2 separate regions of the Danio rerio genome follow, and region 1 is linked to region 2. A link is a contact called in public Hi-C data. All regions are on one chromosome and are shown on one strand. The core of a region is the stretch at or near the end of the contact, and the rest is flanking DNA. Distances in the headings are between cores, read along the strand shown.

Region 1 (6,616 bases), core at 1,385-3,884, 39 kb before region 2:
TTATTTGAGTAACTGGAAACTGTGTGGTACAACAAAAATCCGCCAATGGAGGCAAATTCACCAAATGTATGCAGTCATCTTCAACTAAAAGAAGCATCTTGAGTTTCTCGAAGATCTTAGGGGACGTCCCTTCAACAGGGGTCGATGAGTTTGAAATGATGTGGCAGGAAATCACAGGCGTGACTTGTGTCTTTACTAATTGTTCACCAAACAACTTATCATGCCTATTGCTTTAGTTATGGATCATTTTAGGAAAGCTTTCTTTTTTTATGGGTAGGAATGTTTGATAGCTGCCAACATTTCTCAGATCTCCTGCAGATTAGAGGTGAACGTAACATGCCCAAACATTTTTAATGACTGACGGGGACAGGATTTCATGTTCAATAACCTCTGATATCAGGAAAAGGATATGTCAGCAGTCGTATTAAAAATATTGAGGGCCGGAGAAAGGTGCAGGAAATGAAACTTGCGATATGAGGAATAATGCTGTTTTCATTATAGCATCAGGCTTTTCTTAAAAACACCAGCATTTAGTCTCAGTCCTTTTAGCACTGGGTTGACTTTATAATTAACATTATATTTTGACTTGTCTTTCTGCAATCCTATGAAAGTCGTCATTGGATTTGTAGGAGTTTTTATGAATATATTAGAAAAACTGTATCTGTTTTAATGGAAAACATAATGGTTCTTTGGCTTTTTACTTGTAATTTATTCGTCTTTTATTGATGGCATGCCAAAAAACAATAAATCCTAAAGGAATATTACACATTGGAATTCATTAAAAAGTACTGGTTTTGATCATTAAAATGGAAATTGTATTGGTTTTAATGAAACTATAATGGTCATTTGGGTCTCTACAAGAATTCCCAATGGAATACGTAACAAAACATATTAGAATTCATTAAAAAGTACTGGTTTTAATTGCTAAAATGGAAATTGTATTGGATTTATTGGAAACCATAATGATTATTTGGGTCTCTTCTGGTCACTACAATAATTCACAGTGAAATATATAACAAAACCCAATAGAATTTATCAAAAATTACTGGTTCTGATAGTGTAAATGAAAATTGTTTTGTATTTAATGGAAACCATAATGATCATTTGGGTCTCTACAATAATTCCTAATGGAATATATAACAGAACACAATGGGATTAATTAAAAAGTACTGTTTTCGATTGTTAAAACAGAAATCGTATTGGTTTTAAATTGAAAGCATGATGGGTCATGATTGGTCAATGGATTACGTAAGAAAACACATTAGAAAACATTACCTACTGGTTTTGATGGTTAAAATGAAAACTGTATTAGATTTAATGTAAGCCATAATGGCCATTTAGGTCATTACTGGTCTCTACAATAATTCCAAAAGAAATATGTAACAAAACACATCAGAATTCATTAATAAGTACTGGCGTCCATCGTTAAAATGGAAATTGTTAAGTTTTAACCAGCATGGCCCACGCCAAATTTTAAGCTAGACTTAACTGTAGGGATGTAGGGATAAAAGTGATAGAAGAAGAGCAGTGGGATGAAAAGGAACAGGAGTAAGAGGATGTCTGGTAAACAGGAGGGTACAACCTGTATAATGTTCATAGTACATCCATCTGTAAATATCACCATAGTTTTTCTATAACTGCACTTAAACAGGTAAAACGTTTACCTGTATCCTGCACTTGCTGCTATTGCACTGCTGGTTAGACCTAAACTGCATATCGTTGCATTGTACTTGTACATGTGTAATGAAAATAATGTTGAATCTAATCTAATCTAAAAGCCCCGATTCAACTTACATGTAGGAGTAAAGAGGGTTATAGGATTGTGAATGGGAAGCGATTAATTGAAGGGAGAGAGGGTGGGTTTAAAAACCGAGAAGAACAGTGCTAGTGGGATGGTCTTCCTTAAATAAGTTTAAGGGAGTAGGTGATTGGTTAAGGAGACAAAGTGAGACTTGGTTCCGCCGCTGATCCTTTATTAACAAGTTAACTCCATTTAAATGATGGTGATTGGGGTCTCTACAATAATTCCCAATGGAATATGTAAGAAAACGCATGAAAACATTAAAATGTAATGGTTTTGATGGTTAAAGTGGAAACTGTATTGGTTTTAATGAAAGCCATAATTGTCCTTTGGGTCTCCATTGGTCTAAGATAATACCTAATGGAACTGGTCACAAAACATATTAAAAAGCATAACAAATATACTAGTTTTAATGGTTCAAATGTGATTGTTTCTTTTGTGTTAACAGTAGGCTATTTGTAGTGTAAACCTTTATAACTTCTGTGATGTTTTCTATAACTGCAAGAGGAATTATCACCTATAAACAAACCTAAGACATGTACAAACATCAAATACACATCCTTAATCAACAGAACCACCATTCCTCCTTTTATTATGATTTTTTTTTACCTGACAACATTTGGATGCTCAAAGGACTCGAGCTGCCTCAGCACCGCCACCTCGCGGATGGTGGACAGCGGCATTCCCTCTTCCTCAGTCTGCACCCGGACTCTTTTCAGGGCCACAAACCGGCCCCCGTTCTTCAAATCCCGAGCCTTGTACACCTTCCCATATGCACCTTCGCCGATCTCAGCCACCGGCTCATATTGCTGGGTCGAGCTCTCTTTGTCCATGTTTTTTTTTCACAGCGAGGATCTGCGGGGAATCCCGAAACGTGACGAGCGCGCGCGGATATTTCACAAAGGCATTATTGGGAGCGCGGCGCTGGCACGTGCACTGCCTGTAGAGCGCGAGCACAAAAGAGGCAGAGGTAAACACAAATGTGATCAGAGCTAAATCAAATCTTATCTAGGGCTTGAAGATAACGTACATAGTCCTTAAATCATAAATACAACATACACAAAGCTAACTCCGCCGCTTTTATGGCCAAATATCACAGATAGGCTTGTTAATATATCAACATCTGGAGTGCACAGTAATAAAGTGTGGGAGAATATGAGAAATGATGGTGTCCTGAAATCATTAAAAGGTCTTGTTAAAGCACACGTGCTTTCAGGCTTTGTATACTTCATACATTTTATATGACATGGAAAGCATCTTGGGCTAAAATGTCAAGTCAAGTGGTGCAACCACCTAGCAAAATTACTTGTGACACTATATATATATATATATATATATATATATATATATATATATATATATATATATATAGTATTTTAAATACAATTTTAGTCATGATTATGACTAATTTAGTTAACTTATTCAATATTTTTATTCAAAAAGACAATATAATCTGTTTATTATAAATTAATGACATTGACTCAATTATGATGGTCTGTTCTAGATCAGTGGGATCTACATGGGACCCTCTGTGACATCATTTCCTTTTTTTTTATAGCTTTTTTTGTAACAACAAAATGGCTTCCTGCAAAGTTGGTTAGACCACACTGACATTTAAATAAAATATTAATTCCCAACTTTAAACAACTGTAAATAAATCATACAGAATACAAAACATAAATAAAACAATATTTTACAGCTTCAGCACAGTTGTACCATTTTGTTGTAGTTGTTTATTATTTTATTTTAATAACCAAAATATTTCAAATTAAATATATTAGTATTTAAATTTAAACCTATGAAAATTTATAAAGACATTTGACAACAACCAAGTTAAAAGTTGTAATGTAAAGTGGTAATAAAAAGTCTTAAATGAGGATTTATTATTATTATTAGGCCTTATTATTTTCTAAATAACTCAACATATTCGCATGGTTAACCTATAGAGATTACAGGTATGTCAAAAATAGGCTTCCGACATCATAACTCTCTCAAAACCAACCGATAAAAATATAAAACATGCCCCACATTGTCAATAAAACCCAAACGGTTCAGAGTTTCCTACTGACAACCCCTGCTCCTCTTTGTGCCACACAGCCTTGAGCACGTGGTTGTCTACTGATTGCATTGTTTTAGCAGTGCGCATATCCATAAACGCAACCAAAAGCGCCCACATTATTCCCATCCACGTGAACGCGCAACTCTAACAACCCACGCAAAAAAACTGCAAAAACGCGTGAATGGTCAGTATAGTTACCCGGTTGGTGCTTATTCCGCCCGGAGAGTCGCGTCATTCATAAACTTCAGCAACTTTCCCTGCGTCTCCACACGCATCACAGCTCATGCAGCGTCCGCGCCACGGGCCACACAGGTAGTCGGATGGTGCACGCGCGAATAAGCCCCATCTCCGGCAGCACCAAACGGCACAGGGGATCAAGTGAAAGATCGTCCGATCAGCCCGTCTTGAGTAGAGCCGAATGCATGCATGCAAAATAAGCGAGTGATTTTCATCGATCCGCTCCCCCTGGAAGTTTTGCAGGAATACGCGGCGTGTGTGTGTGTGTGTGTGTTCGGTCCCCTCCTCGCTTTCCCACGCTGGCTGAATGTGGCTTGACCCCCTTCAGAGCAGTTTGACACAGAGCAGGAGCGTTTCCGCATTCCTCGTAGACTACAAAGACTCACCGCCTCCTCTTGCTTTCTCCCTGCCTGCTCGATCTGCACACCATTCATACTGCTTTTTTGTTTTTGTCTCGGTGTCAAAACGGGATCACACCGGGGGGATAGAAAGAGAGGGAGAGAGATAGAGCCGGGACGCGGAAGGTTATTGGATGTGAAGGCTTCTGCGAAAAGTTTTATGGAAATTAATAATAATCAATAAGTGCACTCATTGAATCGTGAGCGTCTCTTGTAAATATTAATGCAGCTTGTTCAAACTAGTTATTTAAAATGAGCTGAAACAACACAATTCTTGTCAATTTTTTGGCCAGTTTATTTGTTTTATGTTTATTCCACTTAAATTTGTAAACCATTAGGCCAACTTAACCGTTTTGTGTTGGGACAACATGAAGGAATTGTGTTAGTCCAGCTGCCTGGTTAGAGGATTTGTAGTTGCTTTAAGAGACGGAAATGTTGACAATAGAAGTAATCATCTGTGGTGGAAAGAGTACCATTACTTGCCTAAAATTTAGTGCAAGTATTAAAAGTACCTGTTGTAAATATTACTCAAAGTATGGGTAAAAAGTAGTCAAGTACTCAAGAGTACTGAGTATCCGCTTGTTAAGTGGTGACGTGTTACTGACGTATTTATACTGTTTCCGGGTCCAAGCCGCCACTCATTTGAGTGGAGAAATCATTCGTTTATGATCACATTTTATTCCTATCACACATGAAAGTTAATTGTATATAAAATCATAGTGTACATAACAATCTCTGGGCTTGCTGCATAACAAATACCAACATTTGAACAATTTATAAAAAATTCATCACTTTCTGTCTATCGGATATTAGGCATGGACATTTATACTGCGATCTTGATTTTCGAAAGCCTTAAATCGCTTTGTAAACGTTTATTATTACCATTTCATGAATCTCCCCATTCAGTTGGGGCCGGAAGCCGCTTCGCGTGACGCCACACTTAACAAGCGGACAGGGTATATGCTGAAGCATGTTAATAGGACTTTTAATTTGCCAGTAACCAGGGTTAATCGTTTCCGGTGAACTGTATGCCAATGCAAAATCTGCAATTTTAAGGTCTGTTTTCTTTAAAAATGAGCGATCTCCACTGCCTGAGTGATATCCGATGTAAAATGGGTTTCAGATTGTACAAGCACTGCATTAAATTACATTTTCCCAGACATGTCTTTATAATTTGAGCATTTATTTTACCCCAGTATATTCAATGGAGCTTCTGCGCTAGCCTGCTGATCCTGACGGGCAAGTGCGAGCAAACGGCTTTTTGTCTCGTTTTACGCTTGAGCAACTAAATGAATGCCAAAGTCTGTTTAACTGATTGTATTTGAATGACATTACAACATCGATGCTGTAAAAGAAATCGTATAAAATAGAAAAAAAATTCACAATTACAGATCACCGGACGTTTATCAGTATGAGAAACACACTAGCTCAGCACATACCCCGTTACGCTGTAAAAAGGTGATGTCATTTGTGGATGTGTGTAAACGTATAGAGGTAAAGTTGGTTTTATATTCGCACATTCGTTCATTTAGAAGTGTCTATGTTGTTTACCTTGTTACTCTGAATATTTGATCGGAATTAGCATGCAAGTGTGACTTCAAAACAACAGCAACACTATCTAATAACAATAATAATACATTTTATTTACAGGTGCCTTTCTAGCAACTCAAAGACACCGTACAATCAACAAAAATAATAAAACAACAAAAGAAATAATAAAATATACACAGCAATAGTGCAAATAAAATTAAGTATTAAAAGCCATCTTAAATAAGTGGGATTTGAGTTTTGATTTGAACAATGTAAGGGAGTCAATGTTTCTGATGGCAGGTTGATGGCATTTAATGCACTGCGAACAATGTTGTACTCATAGTCATTGGCTGCTAATATGATTTATAGAGGTAAAATTGGTTTTATATTCTCACATTCGTTCAGTGTCAACTCCCTTTATTATTTACCAAATAATCGGTCTGAAATGACCCGCAAGTGTGACTAGAAAACAACATTAGCACTGTTTATTTTACTGTTAACAATGCTGTACATTGATAGTCATTGGCTGCTAATATAATTTCCCTATTTAGAATTTGCAAAGAATACTTTTCTGAAATTACATTATTAAGA
Region 2 (5,965 bases), core at 3,293-5,792:
TCAGCGGGGCTAATAATATATATATATATATATATATATATATATATATATATATATATATATATATATATATATATATATATATATATATATATATTATATATATCATTTACTCATCCTTGACTTGTTCCAAACCAGTTTTGGTTTTGTTGTTGCTGATGCTGTTGTTGAACACAAAAGAATATGTATTAAACAATGTTGGAATCATGTAACCATTGATATCCATAGTGGGAAAAACAAATATTATGAAATTTAACGCTTACAGGTTCAAATCTTTCATTCTCAACAGAAATAAAAACTCAAACTGGTGTGAAAGAAGTCAATAATGAGTAAATGATGAGCAATCCCTCTCATTTAAAAAACTGTTTCAACAAAACTTGGGTAAACATGGAAAAAGCCAACTGGTCGATAAGATTTTAATCAAAATTTTACCCAGTTGCTAGGTTTGTTCATTTTTTACAAAACTTTATGTTGAAACAACCCAGCATGATTGAGAACGTTTGTCTAATCAATGCATTTAGTAAAACATAAGATTTTCTACATGTCTGTCAACTTTTGCTTTTTAATATCTCTATGTGCTCTGCTGACAAAGTTGTTACACATATTTTACCTTCATGATGCTATGTAGACCAAGTGAAGGCAAACAAAGACTCCATTAGATTCATCCTGAACTAGCAGCAAAAGAAAAGGAAAAAAGAGAGTTTTAGAAACTATGACAATTAAAACATCTAAATCCGGAAAAATAAGGATCAAAAGCATCAAATTGACATCAAGCCTCACATCAAACATTAAAATAACGACAAAAAAGTATTCAAATCTAAAGGAAATTACAAATTTACACTGGATTTTGTTTCTCTACAATGCATGTAAACTACCTTAATGTCAAAACGACCAAACTGACATCTAACACTGGCATCAAAAAACGGTTAAAGGACTGTCCTATGATCAATTTTTGATGGCAATGTTAGATGTCAGTTTGATGTGGTTTTGACATGGAGGTGCCTGTTGTAATATTTTTCAGACAAGTGCAAAAAGATCTGAAAAATGTCACAATGGATGCAGCTTTTCTTTTGAACTTTTTAACAGGTTTGATTGGTTTTTGATGGATTTTGTTAATCTAATAAAATATTTAGTTTATGTATGTTTGTCTCTTGTGCACATTTTAGAGCAGGGTTAGGGGGTATTTACAACATATTTTCTAGCTGAAAAAGGTGAGACGTGGGCTGTGCATTTGGGAAAAAAATGTGAGATCTCAAAACGTGTGGAACTTGAAACACTACAAATTCTGCCTAACCCAAAAACAATGGGAAAGTAGCGCAGAGGAATGGAAAAATGCAACCTCTTATAGTGTGAAAATGTAAACCATGCAGCTTCAGGCATGACTAAGTACATTCACTGAAACTTCGCCACAGACCATCAGTCAAACACTGCATTTACAGAAAATTGTAGGAGGAAAAAAAACCCAGCAGAACATGACGTATGGCTGGAGCTTCAGCATGTAGTGCATTGGCGTAGGGCCGCGTGTACAGTCATAACTGGACGGGCGGAGGATTATCTCATGCTCTCACATGTTGTGGGATAAAATCCTGCCGTTGCGGGTGGGTAACTGACCGCTGAAAGTGCCAACCAGATTGCCTGACTGCAATGATAATGGAGAGGCGCGGAGCCTTTTCCTAGCCGCAAGAGAGAGGCACTGTAGGGGCTGAAGTCTGGATGTTGGCTCCTCGTGTGAGTTAGTGCTGAGCGTCTGCAGCTGGAGCTTTTGGCCTCTGACAGGAGGGACTTCAATGTGTTTCTGTTGGAAGAACAGGCTCTTATTGCTGGTGTAGGGCAATGACATGCAAAGCCTCACCTGCAAAATTGACTAGATACATTCACATGCGTGGAGTTTGAAGTAGAGTAGAATAGAATAGAATATTCTTAATTGACTAGGTATATCCACATGCTGAATCTGAAAGGAGCCTGGGTACCCCAGAGGTATGGTTTTTTTTTTTTGCAGTTTTGTTTTCACGAATGCACTAGAGGTGGCTGTGTATGTTTTTGAGATCTCAAATTTCACTCGCCATTTGTACCCGCTGTTCTAGCGTAAATACACCAGAGACCGCTGTCAAATAACAGAAGGACTGACTTACCCAAAACCCAACCAATAGTATTTTCAAAAGCACCAATTAACCCGCCCACCCACTTCCCTAAAACCAACCGGCAGTTTTATAAAGCAATCCAGATAAAGAAATTATTATTGTTATTTACTTATTTCTAAAATATTTTGCCTTCTGTTTTTGTCTTACCGACTTTCTGGAACTGTTCTTCGCCAGACTCAAACCTCATCGTCGAGGTCAACTCCTCTTTGTGTCTCAAGTCTGCCGACGTACATGCTGAGCTACTGGACAAACTGGTAACAGCCGGAAAGCCGTCTATATGGAGGTAAGCGGTCAGCTGGTAAGCATAAAAAAGGAACAGCGTCATACCGCCCCTAAGCATTCGCTTTAAAGACGAAAATCCAGCCATACGTACTTTTGGCTACATTCACAATCTCCAGTAATGAATATAGGGCTACTTTTTTAAAATGAGCCTCTGTTGTCCATTTGTAAGGCCTTTGAAAGTAGAATAGAAAAGAGTATTTTAAATTGACTACATTCTGTACAGCCACATGTGTGGCCTTTGAGAGTAAAATAGAATAAAAAAGAAAAGATTATTCTAAATTGACTAGATACATCCACATGTGTGGCCTTTAAAAGCTGAATAGAATAGAATAGAATAGAATAGAATAGAATAGAATAGAATAGAATAGAATGACTAGATTAATTCTTAGTTGAAAGTAATTTGAGGAAGTTAAAGAAAAAAATATACAGTATAAAGCCCCCCTGAATTATTAGCCCCCCTGTTTATTTTTGTCCTCAATTTCTGTTTAATGGAAAGAAGAGTTTTTTCAACACATTTCTAATCATAATAGCTTTAATAACTCATAATAACCGTCAACTTATCCAGCATATGTACTACACTACGGACAATTTAGCCTACCCAATTCACCTGTACCGCATGTCTTTGGAATGTGGGGGAAGCCGGAGCACCCGGAGGAAACCCATGCAAACGCAGGGAGAACATGCAAACTCCACACAGAAAAGCCAACTGAACCAGTCAAGGCTCGAACCTGCGACCTTCTTTCTGTGAGGCGACAGGACAACCAGGGCCGGAGCAAGCTGAACTGTCGTTCTAGGCAAAGGACGGTCACGCCGCCCTCAACCCCAACCCTCTATATTCTGTCGCCCTAGACGCGGATATAACGAAGGGTGCAGGTGGTGAGGGTAGTGTTGGGGACGCCGCCCTCTCTATTCTATCGTCCTAGACGCGGATAAAAACTGAGGGTGCGGGTGGTGAGGATATTGTCGCGGACACCACCCTCTCTATTATTCGCGGATATTAGGAGGGCGCAGGTGGTGAGGGTAGTGTCGCGGACGCCGCCCTCTCTATCCTGCCGCCCTAGAAGCGAACTGAGGGCGCGGGTGGTGAGGGTCGTGTCGCGGACACCGCCCTCTCTATTAGTCGTGGATATAACTGAGGGCGCGGGTGGTGAGGGTAGTGTCTGGGACGCCGCCCTCTCTATTAGTCGCGGATATTAGGAGGGCGCAGGTGGTGAGGGTAGTATCGCGGACACCGCCCTCTCTATTCTGCCGCCCTAGGCGGCCGCCTAGGTCGTCTCTATGGATGTGCCCGCCCTGAGCACAACCTACTGCTTCACTGCGTCGCCCTTGACCTTAAAATGGTCCATATAAATAAAACCATATTAAAAAATTAATAACTGCTCTTATTAAGAAAAACTTTTATCAGACATACTGTGAAAATTTCCTTGCTTTGTAGAAATATTTACAAAAGAAAATCAAAGGGGAGCTAAGAATTCTGACATCAATTGTATATATATATATATATATATATATATATATATATATATATATATATATATATATATATATATATTTTTTTTTTTTTTTTTTTTTTGAAATGGCCCCAAACACAATATATTTTTTTATTATCTGTACTGTTATTAGGTCTTAATATACATTTACATTTAGTCATTTAGCAGACGCTTTTGTCCAAGATGACCTACAAGTCCTATGATGCAGTAATGTTACATTTTGGGCTTATAAGTGGATAATTATTTTTATGTCAAGCCTGATAAAATCTAAACTGTTCTGTCTGAAATATAAAATATCAAATTGGATATAACGCCAAGCTCATTCCTTAAACTGAGAATTTAGGTATCAGATATTCATTCAGTAAAGAAATGCTATATCATGCATGCATTATTCGCAGTGGGTAGTGCTGTCATCTCACAGCATTCCTTCTGACAAGTAATCTGCACATTTACGGTGATCAGACATCTTCATATAATGTCCACTGCTCTGTATACCTGCTAAACACAACATCTCTCTCACACAACAATTCTACACATAAGCAGTACCTCATGTTCATGTGTGTGGGTTCAGACGGGACACTGGTTCCTCAGAGTCACCGTGGCCTCCATCCAGCCTCTTTTGGCTCAGGCAGCATCTTTCCATCCTGCACAGTGTCAGTTCAGAAAACCAGCCATCCAGACAAGTGTCAATGTGTGCAAACACTGCAAAAGAAACACAGAAAATTATTACAACATTAATGCTAATACAAGCACTCACATACCTAAAAGTGTACCTTTCTGTCAATAAACAGCAAATGACCTGTTGTATTGTGAAAAACAAACTAGATCTCAACAAACAGCAGTCATATATAGTGGTTCTGTAGCGCCCTCTTGCGGTTAAAGATTGGAGACACAGACTGATATATGGAGGAGACACGAGATGATCTTTTTATATATATATATATATATATTTGTCATTGGCGGTATCTTTTTTATTTATTTATTTATTGAATACAAGAATAATAACATCACTGCATTGAATAGAAAATACAATAACATAAAATAAGAAAGAAGACAGAGAAAAAAAAATAAACAGCCTCAATCATTAAGAAAAAAGATTGTCATAAGCTTTAAGAAACTTATTATTCTTATTATTATTAATAAGCTTAAGAGATTCAACAAAGGAAAGTATTAAAAATAGCTATTGTTTTTAGAAACTTATTTTTGTGTATAAAAAATTTACAGAGTAACACAAAAAAATTTACAATAAGATCGAGAGCATGATCATCATCCGAGAAATACAGAAATATATCTTTTATAGACAAATTTAAATTATACTTAAAAATGGATGATAAATAAAAAAATAATGTCATTCCAAAGATGTTTAATGTGAGAGCAACTATAGAATAAGTGAAATAAAGTCTCTTCATGTATATTGCAGAAAGTACACAAATTAGATATTTCAAAATAATTAGCAATTTGGGAATTTGTACGATAAACTTTATGCAATATCTTAAAATGTATTTCCCTTATTTTGTTGGATATGCTGAATTTTTAGGGTAATAACCATGCTCTCTTCCATTGAATGCAGTCAGAGAAGTTGGTCCAAAAAAATTTACATCTGACACGAGATGATCTTACCCAGGATAACAAGGAAATAGACGACAAATCATAAAAAGCTGTTAAAAGGGGTGTAATTACAATTTTTGACCACAAGGTGCCTCTATAATAACTCCATAATAAATCTACAGAGATTTTGCACACTTGATAATGTGAACATAACAAAATGATGAGACCTTGTAAAAGAGGAACAGTTTTGGACAAACTAACTTCTACCACGTTTTGTTGCGGTAATAATAAATACCACATGCTACCATCCATTACAGCCTAAAGAAAATCAATTTCTATATTATCAGATTATAATTTTGCTAGAAATACAAGAAAAGCATTTGGTTTAAAGTCACTCAGAAATGTCAACATTTAACAAAATATTTGAAAGCAACTGTAAAACAACACATTGAGTAAAGCATGCTGTTTCTAATACCCATATATTTACACTGTTCTTCTCTTTAT

Evidence for each region. Hi-C and Micro-C count contacts between places; a contact is called where the count stands out from the background.
Region 1: a Hi-C map of hematopoietic stem cells shows a contact between it and region 2, with 2.8 times the contacts expected there. The contact joins the promoter of cdk6 here to the enhancer-like site in region 2. A contact is called at or near these places in 3 of 18 Hi-C or Micro-C datasets (caudal fin, hematopoietic stem cells and an unstated tissue).

Annotation. Positions count from the first base shown.
Region 1 is chr19:42,875,475-42,882,090 of GRCz12tu, reverse strand. cdk6 (cyclin dependent kinase 6) reads right to left here and starts at 2,634. Exons shown (of 7, transcript NM_001144053.1): 1 at 2,411-2,634. The coding sequence starts at 2,634.
Region 2 is chr19:42,839,423-42,845,387 of GRCz12tu, reverse strand. It overlaps LOC141379171 (a long non-coding RNA gene), which reads left to right and starts at 1,620. Exons shown (of 3, transcript XR_012395214.1): 1 at 1,620-1,977; 2 at 2,316-2,424. Within about 2 kb of position 4,542, at least 9 of the 62 cell types and tissues checked have an H3K27ac peak or open chromatin away from gene starts, as enhancers often do.